Linked DNA regions of Podarcis muralis: region 1 is linked to region 2. The links are chromatin contacts, called in public Hi-C maps. All regions are on one chromosome and are shown on one strand. Each heading gives the region's core, a stretch centred on a gene start, on an enhancer-like site or on the middle of the called end of the contact. The rest is flanking DNA. Distances are from core to core; before and after follow the strand shown. Region 1 holds the start of QARS1 (glutaminyl-tRNA synthetase 1). Region 2 holds the start of DALRD3 (DALR anticodon binding domain containing 3).

Region 1 (5,473 bases), core at 850-3,349, 140 kb after region 2:
ATTAAACATTTGATATTATTATTCTGTTTTTCCTTTTCATTCTTGGGAGTTTGAAATTGCAGAGGCATAGTTGACCACCAATTTTCAAACTGAGCATCAATCTGAGTCTCAGATGAAAACAGGCAGTTAAAACATATACCAACAAGTGGCAGGGAACAGATACCAGAGTGACCCCATACAGAATCCACCGGGACAGAATCCAGTCTTACAGCATAATCCTAAGCATGCTTACCATATTTTTCGCCCTATAGGATGCACTTTTCCCCCTCCAAAAATGAAGGGGAAATGTGTGTGCGTCCTATGGGGCGAATGCAGGCTTTCGCTGAAGCCTGGAGAGCGAGAGGGGTCGGTACGCACCGACCCCTCTCGCTCTCCAGGCTTCAGGAAGCTATCCGCAAGCCTTGGGAGCCCACGGGAGTTCCCGCCGGGCTCCCACGGCTTGCGGAGAGCTGCCTCTATCCCGAAGCCTGGGCGCGCTGAGCAGTCGCGCCCGGGCTTCGGGTAGCTCTGCGAAAGCCGCGGGAGGGCTCCCACGGCTTGCAGAGAGCAGCCTGTTCTGGGGGCTGGGGAAGCCTGGGGGGGGATTTTTCTTCTTCTTTATTTCCCCCCCAAAAAACTAGGTGCACCCTATGGGGCGAAAAATACGGTATTTAGAAATAGGTCTTACTGTATTCAGCTGGCCTCACTCACAGATAGGTCTCCCCAAACCACAGCCTAACCCCACTGACCTGGAAGCCCCACTGAATTCAACAGTAGTCACATCTTGAGTAGGACAGGACTACATGCAAGCTTATTCAGAAGTGAGTGCCATTCAGCTCAAGAGGTCCAACTGCCCAGGAAGTGTGTTTAAGTTTGCATTGCTAAAATAGCTAGGGACAGCTCCTGAGGCATGATGGTGCAGCAAGTTCCGATTTAAATAAACCTTTAAAATAAAAAATATCTTCTCGCCCTTTGCAGATCACAGAACAGAATACTGAACTTGGAAACCATCCTTTCTTACAGTCACACCCAGTCTATCTATCCTCTGCCCTCTCTTTGACGAAGACTTGCAGATCTCCTAATTTTAGAGGGTTTGCCAAACTGCGTTATCTGTCTCTGTGAAGACTCACTGAAGCATGATAAAAATGAGAGATCATTCAGAACTGTGCCATATTCAGTCATACCTCGGATTGAAGTAGCTTCAAGTTAAGTAATTTCGGGTTGCGCTCCGCGGCGACACGGAAGTAACGGAGCGTGTTGCTTCCGGGTTTTGCCGCTCACACATGCGCAGACGCTCAAAATGACATCACGCGCGTGCGCAGAAGCGGCGAAACGCGACCTGCGCAGTTGCGCCTTACGTTTACTTCAGGATGTGAACGGGGCTCCGGAACAGATCCCGTTTGTATCCAGAGGTACCACTTGTATGCAGTGGTACCTCGGGTTAAGTACTTAATTCGTTCCAGAGGTCCATTCTTAACCTGAAACTGTTCTTAACCTGAAGCAGCACCTTAGCTAATGGGGCCTCCCGCTTCCGCTGTACCACCGCTGCACGATTTCTGTTCTCATCCTGAAGCAAAGTTCTTAACCTGAAGCACTATTTCTGGATTAGCGGAGTCTGTAACCTGAAGCGCCTGTAACCTGAAGTGCATGTAACCTGAGGTACCACTGTAGAGGAATGGAGGAGAGTGAAGGGTTTTTTGGTTTTGGTTTTTTTGAGGGGGTGGGGTCCCCCCACTCCTTTTTCGAGCAGCTGTATGACAAGCATAACTTCAACCCCTCTGTAGCATTTTGCGGCCTGGAAATGCAGTGATGGGGGTGAGCTACACCTGTTGGATTTCAGCCTGTCAGGTTGCTCTCAAAGATACAGGAGCACTACCGGTGTGGGGAGAGAGACTAGAGGGGAGAGTTGGCAGCCTGGGAACTGAAACCAACGGAGTCCCTTAGGGGCAAAGCGACGATACCTGCACGATGGCCTCGCGGAGCAGCGCGCTGAGCGCCTGGTTCCGAAGGGTCTCGCGAGCCTTGCTTTCGCTCAGACCGATGCTAACGAAAAGCTCCAGCGCGCCCGGCTCGTCGGCCGCCATGCTGCTCCTCGCAGCCGCCTCTACTTCCGCCCGACGTAGGGCGCGCCGGCTTCCAAGCCCAACCAACCATGCGCAGAGTGGGTAGGGGGCGGGGCAAGGAGCCGGGGGAAAGCCAACCCGAGGTTGCCGTCGGTCTTTGCGACCAATAGGAAGCGCCGCCGGAACGCCCGCCTCCCCATGGCTCCGCGACAAATCCGAGAGAGGCGAATGTGGCGCTGGGATGGGGCAGCGGGTTGCTTCTCTTTGCATCATCACTCGAAGGTGACGTTTTTTTGAAGAGCGAAGGATCAGGTGGCCATAGAGATAGAAAGAGGGTAGAGAGAGCTTTGTGCACAGATTTTTACAAAAGTCACTTGTAATAAGTTCAAGGTGGTTTTAAAATTGGATTGTTTATAAGGTTTTATGGACGTGCATAAACAAGTATATTATAATGGAACCAAGACGGAGAGTGGAGGGAAGTCGACCAAAATTTATGGTTTAATTTGGTTATGATTTTTTCCCCGGTTGGTTTTTTTTTTGTATTGTTATTTCTGGAAAATTAATAAATTGTTATCAAAAAAGAAAGAAAGAGAGTAGAGAGAAAGGCTGCAGAAGGTCCTGAGTTCAATCCCTGACCTCTCCAGGTTGTTGTTGTTTAGTCGTTTAGTCGTGTCCGCCTCTTCATGACCCCATGGTCCAGAGCACGCCAGGCACTCCTGTCTTCCACTGCCTCCCGCAGTTTTGTCAGGCTCATGTTTGTAGCTTCGAGAACACTGTCCAACCATCTTGTCCTCTGTCGTCCCCTTCTCCTTGTGCCCTCCATCTTTCCCAACATCAGGGTCTTTTCCAGGGAGTCTTCTCTTCTCATGAGGTGGCCAAAGTATTGGAGCCTCAGCTTCAGGATCTGTCCTTCCAGTGAGCACTCAGGGCTGATTTCCTTCAGAATGGATCGGTTTGATCTTCTTGCAGTCCATGGGACTCTCAAGAGTCTCCTCCAGCACCATAATTCAAAAGCATCAATTCTTCGGCGATCAGCCTTCTTTATGGTCCAGCTCTCACTTCCATACATCACTACTGGGAAAACCATAGCTTTTACTATACAGACCTTTGTTGGCAAGGTGATGTCTCTGCTTTTTAAGATGCTGTCTAGGTTTGTCATTGCTTTTCTCCCAAGAAGCAGGCGTCTTTTAATTTTGTGACTGCTGTCACCATCTGCAGTGATCATGGAGCCCAAGAAAGTAAAAGCTCACTGCCTCCATTTCTTCCCCTCCTCTCCAGGTAGGTTTGTCCAAAATCCTGAAGGACTGCTGCCGGTCAGTGTAGGCAATACTGAGCTAGATGGGCCAATGTTCTGACTCGTGCAATTGAAGGATTGTAGAGTTGGAAGGGACCCTGAGGACTATGGAACTGTCCTGTGCAGGGGGTCGAACCTGCAACCTTGGCGTTGCATTACATGGTCACTTTAAAACCTTTTATGATAAAGATGTTTATTATGGGAAGTCTTGAGTGTTGTGCAAGTAAATGGGGCATGGGCTTTTTGAGAGCTGGCATTGGATTTTAGCAGCAACCGGAGGAATCCTTTGCAGCAGTGTTTTCAGACATTAGTGAAGACAGCAGTTTAAACTCTGATAACATCCCTAATTTTCTGTCTCAGTAAGGATGTTCTTTGTAGTATTACAGTAGGGAATAATAATTCTGGACTACATAGCATCATCTCTTATCACGAATCCCCTCTCCATGTCTGGAAATACAGATACAGTAATTCTGAACTACCCACAATACAAATAACTCTGCACTACCCACAATATAGAGATAATACTGTTGAACGTTTCCCACCCTATATTCAATAAGAATGATTTTAATTGACCACTCAGTCAGGAAGCATTTGCAGGACTTTAAAAAATATGTATTCATTTATAGCGTTTTTATCCTGCTCTTCAGTCAGAAAAAGCTTCCAGGACAGCTTACAAATATCAGTGATAAAACAGCCCCTACCCTGAGGTTTAGAATCTAAAAGACATGACACAAAAGGAAAAGTGATTGAGAGGGCAGAGGGGGGAAAGGAAGCTTGGCAACTCGTTCTTGTAATGACCAGTTGGAATAGAACCATTTGGAGAAAAGGAGCCAAAAGTTGTTGATCTCATCAGAGCTGACGGAGATGCCCTGCTGTCTCATCTCTCCCTTTGCTAGAGGCTGATGGAAGACTGTGGAAATGTTTTACAAACCAACAGAAATGGCTTTCTCACAACACAATAAGACCATGTGCTGTTGCAAAATCATAGCTATCACAGAGCCCTGGGAGCAAGCTGTCAGTTGCAGCCTTCAAAGGAGAAGAGAAATGGTGTCAAAAGTCATCAGGAAGTCCCATCTCCAGACAGAAGGATTGTCAGTCTAGGACTTGTTTATGTCTGGGAGAGAGGGAGAGGGAGAGAGTGCCTGTGTTAAGATGTGAAGCAACTTTTGCCTACTAGGAGAGTAACACACAGTAACAGGCTAGACTAAGCACCTTCACTCCTTGTTTGATGAAAGATCTGACCCTGATTGCTGCTCACCAGAAAAATTCCAATGCTAAACTCACTATTTGACTTTGGGGCAAGCAGCTCTGGAGGGGGAAACAAAAAAATGGAAGCAAATTTAATTTATAGTCCATTTTTACAGTATAACATTTCTGTATCTCACAACAGAATAGCAAGCCTAAAGCAGACTACTGCTACAGAAATGCAGGGTCTATTTGATTTAGGACTGAACTTATTTATTTACTCTGATTCCTTGCCCTCCCTTCACCACAAGGTCCCAGGGCAGGTTAGAAGATAAAGATCAACACCACGTGAAAGAAAATAAGGCATCTGGTGAAACCACTTTTGATTGTTGTCTGGTTAGGACAGATTCCTTTTAAAAGCACCGAGGCTTCTGTTTTCTTCCAGTTCTGTTGCCCTGGTTTAGTTATTGTCCTTCTGTGTCATACATACACTTAAGGGGGAATGCGGGTGGCGCTGTGGTCTAAACCACTGAACCTCTTGAGATTGCCGATCACAAGGTTGGCAGTTTGAATCCAGCGATGGGGTGAGCTCCCATTGCTCTGTCCCAGCTCCTGCCAACCTAGCAGTTCTAAAGCAGGCCAGTGCAAGTGGATAAATAGGTACTGCGGTGGGAAGGTAAACAGCGTTTCTGTGCACTCTGGTTTCCGTTACGGTGTTCCGTTGCACCAGAAGCAGTTTAGTCCTGCTGGCCAGATGACCCAGAAAGCTGACTATGGACAAACGCCGGCTCCCTGAAAGCGAAATGAGCGACACAACCCCATAGTCGCCTTTGACTGGACTTAACCGTCCAGGGGTCCTTTACCTTTACCTTTACCTTTAAAAGGTAAAGGGACCCCTGACCATTAGGTCCTGTCGTGACCGACTCTGGGGTTGCGGCGCTCATCTCGCTTT
Region 2 (5,131 bases), core at 2,169-4,668:
TGGCCCAAGGTTACCCAGGATGTCATATAGAGGAGGGAGAAAGGTTGTTTTCTGTTGCTCCAGAGAAGCGGACACGGAGCACTGGATCCAAACTAAAAGAAAGAAGATTCCACCTAAACATTAGGAAGAACTTCCTGACAGTAAGAGCTGTTCGACAGTGGAATTTGCTGCCAAGGAGTGTGGTGGAGTCTCCTTCTTTGGAGGTCTTTAAGCAGAGGCTTGACAACCATATATCAGGAGTGCTCTGATGGTGTTTCCTGCTTGGCAGGGGGTTGGACTCGATGGCCCTTGTGGTCTATTCCAACTCTATGATTCTATGATTCTATCATTCAGTCATCTTCATGTCTGAGTTAGCACTTGAACCCTGGTTCAGGTCCCAGTCCAACACTCCAACTACAATGCCACACTGGCTCTCAGGAAATATTGTGTGGAGGGTGTTCAGTTTCTGCTCTTCTGCTTCCGCAGCGCTAGAGCTCTTGTTTCCTACGGCTTAGTGCAACCAAGTGGAACTAATTCAGCCATGACCCAGCCACAGCTATTTCCTTGATAAAAACACCCGTCAGGTCAATAGACTTGGTATAACAGCATTGGACTGGGTTTCCAATTATTTTATTTATATTTTATATAGGTTAGGCTAAGAGAAAGTGACAGGCCCAAGGTCACTCAGTAAAAATTAAAACCTTTTTCTCCCAGGTCCCCTAGTCCAACACTCTAAGTCTAAGCGTTACACCACAGAGGCTCCCATATTAGCTTGGCAAGTCATCTTCTCAATCCTCAACCTACATTGTAGTGAAGGTAGATACAAAAAGATCCCTGTCTTAGGGATAAGGCAAGCATCTGTTTAAAAATGATAAAATAAAGCGCCTACCAAGAAAGACGTCCACATTAGGGTCATAGCCCTCCAAGTCTTCCTGCTCCTCCTCAAGGAACCCTTTCAAGTGCACTTTGCACACAACTGCATTCTGCTCCGTCTGGTCAAAAGTGGCATGAGAACATTGGCGAAGGTTTTCCTTCATGGCTTGAATATCCTCAGGGCTTTGAAAGGCTTCCAAACCTGAAGGCCACTCGACTCGTAGCCGATGCAGGAATCTATGGATTTCCTCATCAACCAAAGATGGGACCAGGTGTACATCCACTCTGAAAGGCAAAGAACCACACACAACATTGGCCATACAGCCGCCAAAGTGAGCAGAAGAAAAACTCTCCATATTCTACTCAAAGAACAGCTAAAGGTCCAGTATGACCTGAGTGCTGTATTTAAAGGCTTGACGGTAGACTGCACTGCTTTCCAAATCTGAACTCCACAGAAATGAAGGCTAGAACCAAGAGCTCTCTTAAAAAGCAGGTAAGATTCTCAGAATGTTGCCAGAGTCCTAGAAAGGACAATACAGTGGTACCTCGGGTTACATACGCTTCAGGTTACATACGCTTCAGGTTACAGACTCCGCTAACCCGGAAGTAGTACCTCGGGTTAAGAACTTTGCTTCAGGATGAGAACAGAAATCGTGCTCCGGCAGCGCAGCAGCAGCAGCAGCAGGAGGCCCCATTAGCTAAAGTGGTGCTTCAGGTTAAGAACAGTTTCAGGCTAAGAACAGACCTCCAGAACGAATTAAGTACTTAACCCGAGGTACCAGTGTACTGTTCTCTCCAAAACACAGCACATTCACAGCTATATAAGCAGCTTTGAACTGTGGGGAGAACAAATGCTGCAATCATCTGCATGCCTACTTAGAAGTCAGCCCCACTGAACATTGTTGCATCTACTTCTCATTGTGTGTAAAGTTGTAATAAACACATAAGAATGCCACACATATTCCTGGATCCGGGATTGACAATTAGAATAGGTCCATCTAGTTGCATCTACTAACCCTTGAGCTCGGAGTGTGCCTGCGAGGTGGTCAGTGACCAGGATGGCTCTCAGGTGACTCAAACTCAGCGAGTTCAGGCCCTTGCAGCCGTGCAGGGGCACACAGTTCAGGAGGATGCTGTGCCCATGGGCTGTCTGAGGGGGCTCCGCATACACAGGAATGGCTTTCAGGATCTGCTCAAAGACAGCAGGCCTCTCTAACTGCACAGTCAGTCCAGCTGGGCTCTTTTGGCAACTCCGGATGGGTGGCAACCCTGGGCGTTTAAGTGAAGACACACTCTCGGCAACGCCATCGGGAACCTGTTGTGATACAAGAAAAGGGAGAAGAGTCAAGGAGTGTCGGCTTCCTCCTGGTTTGGGCTGTTCAGGAGCAGAAACAAAGCAGTTCACCATGTAGTTAGATTTAATAATAATAAAAAAAGACAACTCAATTTCAAGCACAAATAGATCACAGCTGGGTTTTCTAAGCTAAAATGCTGTGGGTGATGGTCTCTAGATCACTAAAATAATCTGCTGCTGGGAAAGAATTAGTAGGTGACTTCTCCAGTCAAGTCTTCTCTAAGATACCTGGAAAGAGGAGTATAAATAAAATATGGAGTGATAAGTGTTGGTGCTGACCTTTAAAGCCCTAAACAGCCTCGGCCCAGTATACCTGAAGGAGCATCTCCACCCCCATCATTCAACTCAGACACTGAGGTCCAGCTCCGAGGGCCTTCTGGCGGTTCCCTCACTGTGAGAAGTGAGGTTACAGGGAACCAGGCAGAGGGCCTTCTCGGTGGTGGCACCTGCCCTGTGGAACACCCTCCCATCAGATGACAAGGAAATAAACAACTATCTGACTTTTAGAAGACTTCTGAAGGCAGCCCTTTTTAGGGAAGTTTTAAATGTCTGATGTTTTATTGTGTTTATAATATTCTGTTAGAAGCAGCCCAGAGTGGCTGGGGAGGCTCGGCCAGATGGGCAGGGTATAAGTAATAAATTATTATTATTATTATTATTATTATTATTATTATTATTATTATTATTATTACTACTACTACTACTACAACCATAGAATTGTAAGAGTTGTACGAGTCCCCTGGGGTCATCTAGTCCAACCCCCTGTAATACAGGAATAATAATTATAGTAAATCACAAAGCACCACCTGACAGCTGAAGGTGGTACCTCACAGGGGAACTAACCATTTGCATACCAATAAATGAATACAGGCAAGGCAGCCCCGCCCCCTTTCGCGGAGGACACGCCCCCTTACCTGCCCGTCCGCGAACATCGCCCTCAGGGCAGCCTGCGGAGCCAGGAAATCCCTGCTACGTAAGTTCCGGGCGCTGCTCTCCTTGAACCAGACCGGGCCGCGAGCACCGACCCCGGCCTTTCCTCGGAGAGTAGCGTTCAAGGCCTCCAGAGTCTCGGAGACAGACAGGCGGCTCTCGAGCGTCTCCATGCGACCGCAGGCGCCGGCGACTCCGGAATTCCTGGAGGGCGGGGGAGGGGGGAAGTCCGCCCGGTTTGCCAGGATGTGATGTCATGATGGAAAATAAACATAGAACTATAGTATAGACTGACTTCCGGGTGGAGCCAAAGCCGGGATGGGCATCGTAGGAGTGGGATTCTGCCACCCTTGGTGTTGTCGAGTCTTTGGGCACTTTAAAAGACAGATTTATTTTTCCTTTTTCTGTTTTCGTGTATCATTTTGCTTTGTGGTTTGTGTTATCATTGTGGAAAATCTAATAAAAAATTATTAAAAAAAATAAAAATAAAAATAAAAGACAGATTTTTATTTTTTTAATGGCATTAAAGCTTTTCATCAGGTCCACCGAGGCTTGCGCCATAATTAGTTTCTTACAACACATGTCTACTCAGAAGTCCTCAGAAGTCCTATTGAATTCAGTGTAGTTTACTCCCTGGCAAATGGGTATTATTATTATTATTAGAATTTATATACTGCCCTATGCCCGGAGGTCTCAGGGCGGTTCACAGAACAAAATCAAAATATATAATCAAAATAAAAACAGCAACCCAGTAACCCCTTAGGTAGGATTGTAGCCCTAGGCTGTATATACATCTGTAGCCTTTGAAAACACACTTGGGTCATAGCATTTTTTGTACATAGCGGTTTGCAATTCTGCATGCCTTTGCAGATAACGTAGTCTAAAATGGCAGTTACTAGCTATGTTGTCTGTACGCACAGGTGGGCATGTTGTATTGCATTTGCTGCTTTACTGCCTATTTGAAAAGGTTCTTTGGAGCTCTTTGCAATCTCTCTTTGTTATAATGGACCTGGGCAACTGAGTGTCATCAGCAAACTTGGCTACCTCACGGCTCACCCCTCACTCTAATGATATATGAAAAAGTTAAAAGCACAGGTCCCAATACAGTTTCTTGGGGAAACTCCTGCTTTCTGGTTTTTGCTACTTAACAAATTCCTAACCTACAAGAGTACTTTGCCCCTTGTTCCATGGGTGCCAAGCTTACTCAGGAGTCTTTTGTGATATAACATACAACATTTTGGGGAACTATATTTATAGTTTTAAATCTATCAATGCTTAATTGTTGTAGGTTTTTTTTCTTTTTTCATCCCTATGTTTTTAGCTGGTCCTGTTTTATCTCTAAGCCGCTTGGACTGGAGTCCCTTGTCAGGGGAAAAGATGGGATATAAATCTTCTTCTTCTTCTTCTTCTTTAGTGATCAGTTGTAGCTAAGTAAGATTGTCTTTCATGAACACAATCTTAACAGTGAGTCCGTAAGTGACTGTGGAGGCCAATTCTGGATCTACACGTCCTTCCACAGTGGGGACATAGGTTTCCAGGCAGGAACTGATCACGGTGAGGGTTTGCTAAATGTGCCTGCCTCTTAACATGTTTCCCTTTCGTCCTGAGTTCGAGCGTCTTCAAAGCCCACAACTGATCTCCAAAGGCTGTTTCCCAATTGGAGCACTCGCAGGCCAGTGTTTCACAATTGTCTGGGTTTTTCCTACATTTTTAAAGATTTGCCTTGAGAGTGTCTTTAAACCTCTTTTGTTGTCCACCAGTATTTCGCTTTCTATTCTTGAGTTGGGAATAGAGTAGTTGCTTTGGAAGACGATAATCAGGCATCGGCACAACATGACCAGTCCAACAAAGTTGATGTTGAAGAATCATTGCTTCAACACTGGTGGTCCTTGAGAGTAATTTGGAAGTAATCCACTTAATAGGATCTTGAAGGGCTTGAGTGTTCATTTTGCGCCTTGGTTTCCTTCCTTGAAGCCTGCGTTGAGGTATCTCGAT

What was found. Hi-C and Micro-C count contacts between places; a contact is called where the count stands out from the background.
Region 1: a Hi-C map of blood shows a contact between it and region 2, with 6 times the contacts expected there. The contact joins the promoter of QARS1 here to the promoter of DALRD3 in region 2. A contact is called at or near these places in 2 of 3 Hi-C or Micro-C datasets (blood and tail).

What each region holds. Positions count from the first base shown.
Region 1 is chr2:104,016,573-104,022,045 of rPodMur119.hap1.1, forward strand. QARS1 (glutaminyl-tRNA synthetase 1) reads right to left here and starts at 2,100. Exons shown (of 24, transcript XM_028719642.2): 1 at 1,941-2,100. The coding sequence starts at 2,063.
Region 2 is chr2:103,879,472-103,884,602 of rPodMur119.hap1.1, forward strand. DALRD3 (DALR anticodon binding domain containing 3) reads right to left here and starts at 3,419. Exons shown (of 13, transcript XM_028719630.2): 1 at 3,121-3,419; 2 at 1,869-2,167; 3 at 869-1,137. The coding sequence starts at 3,309.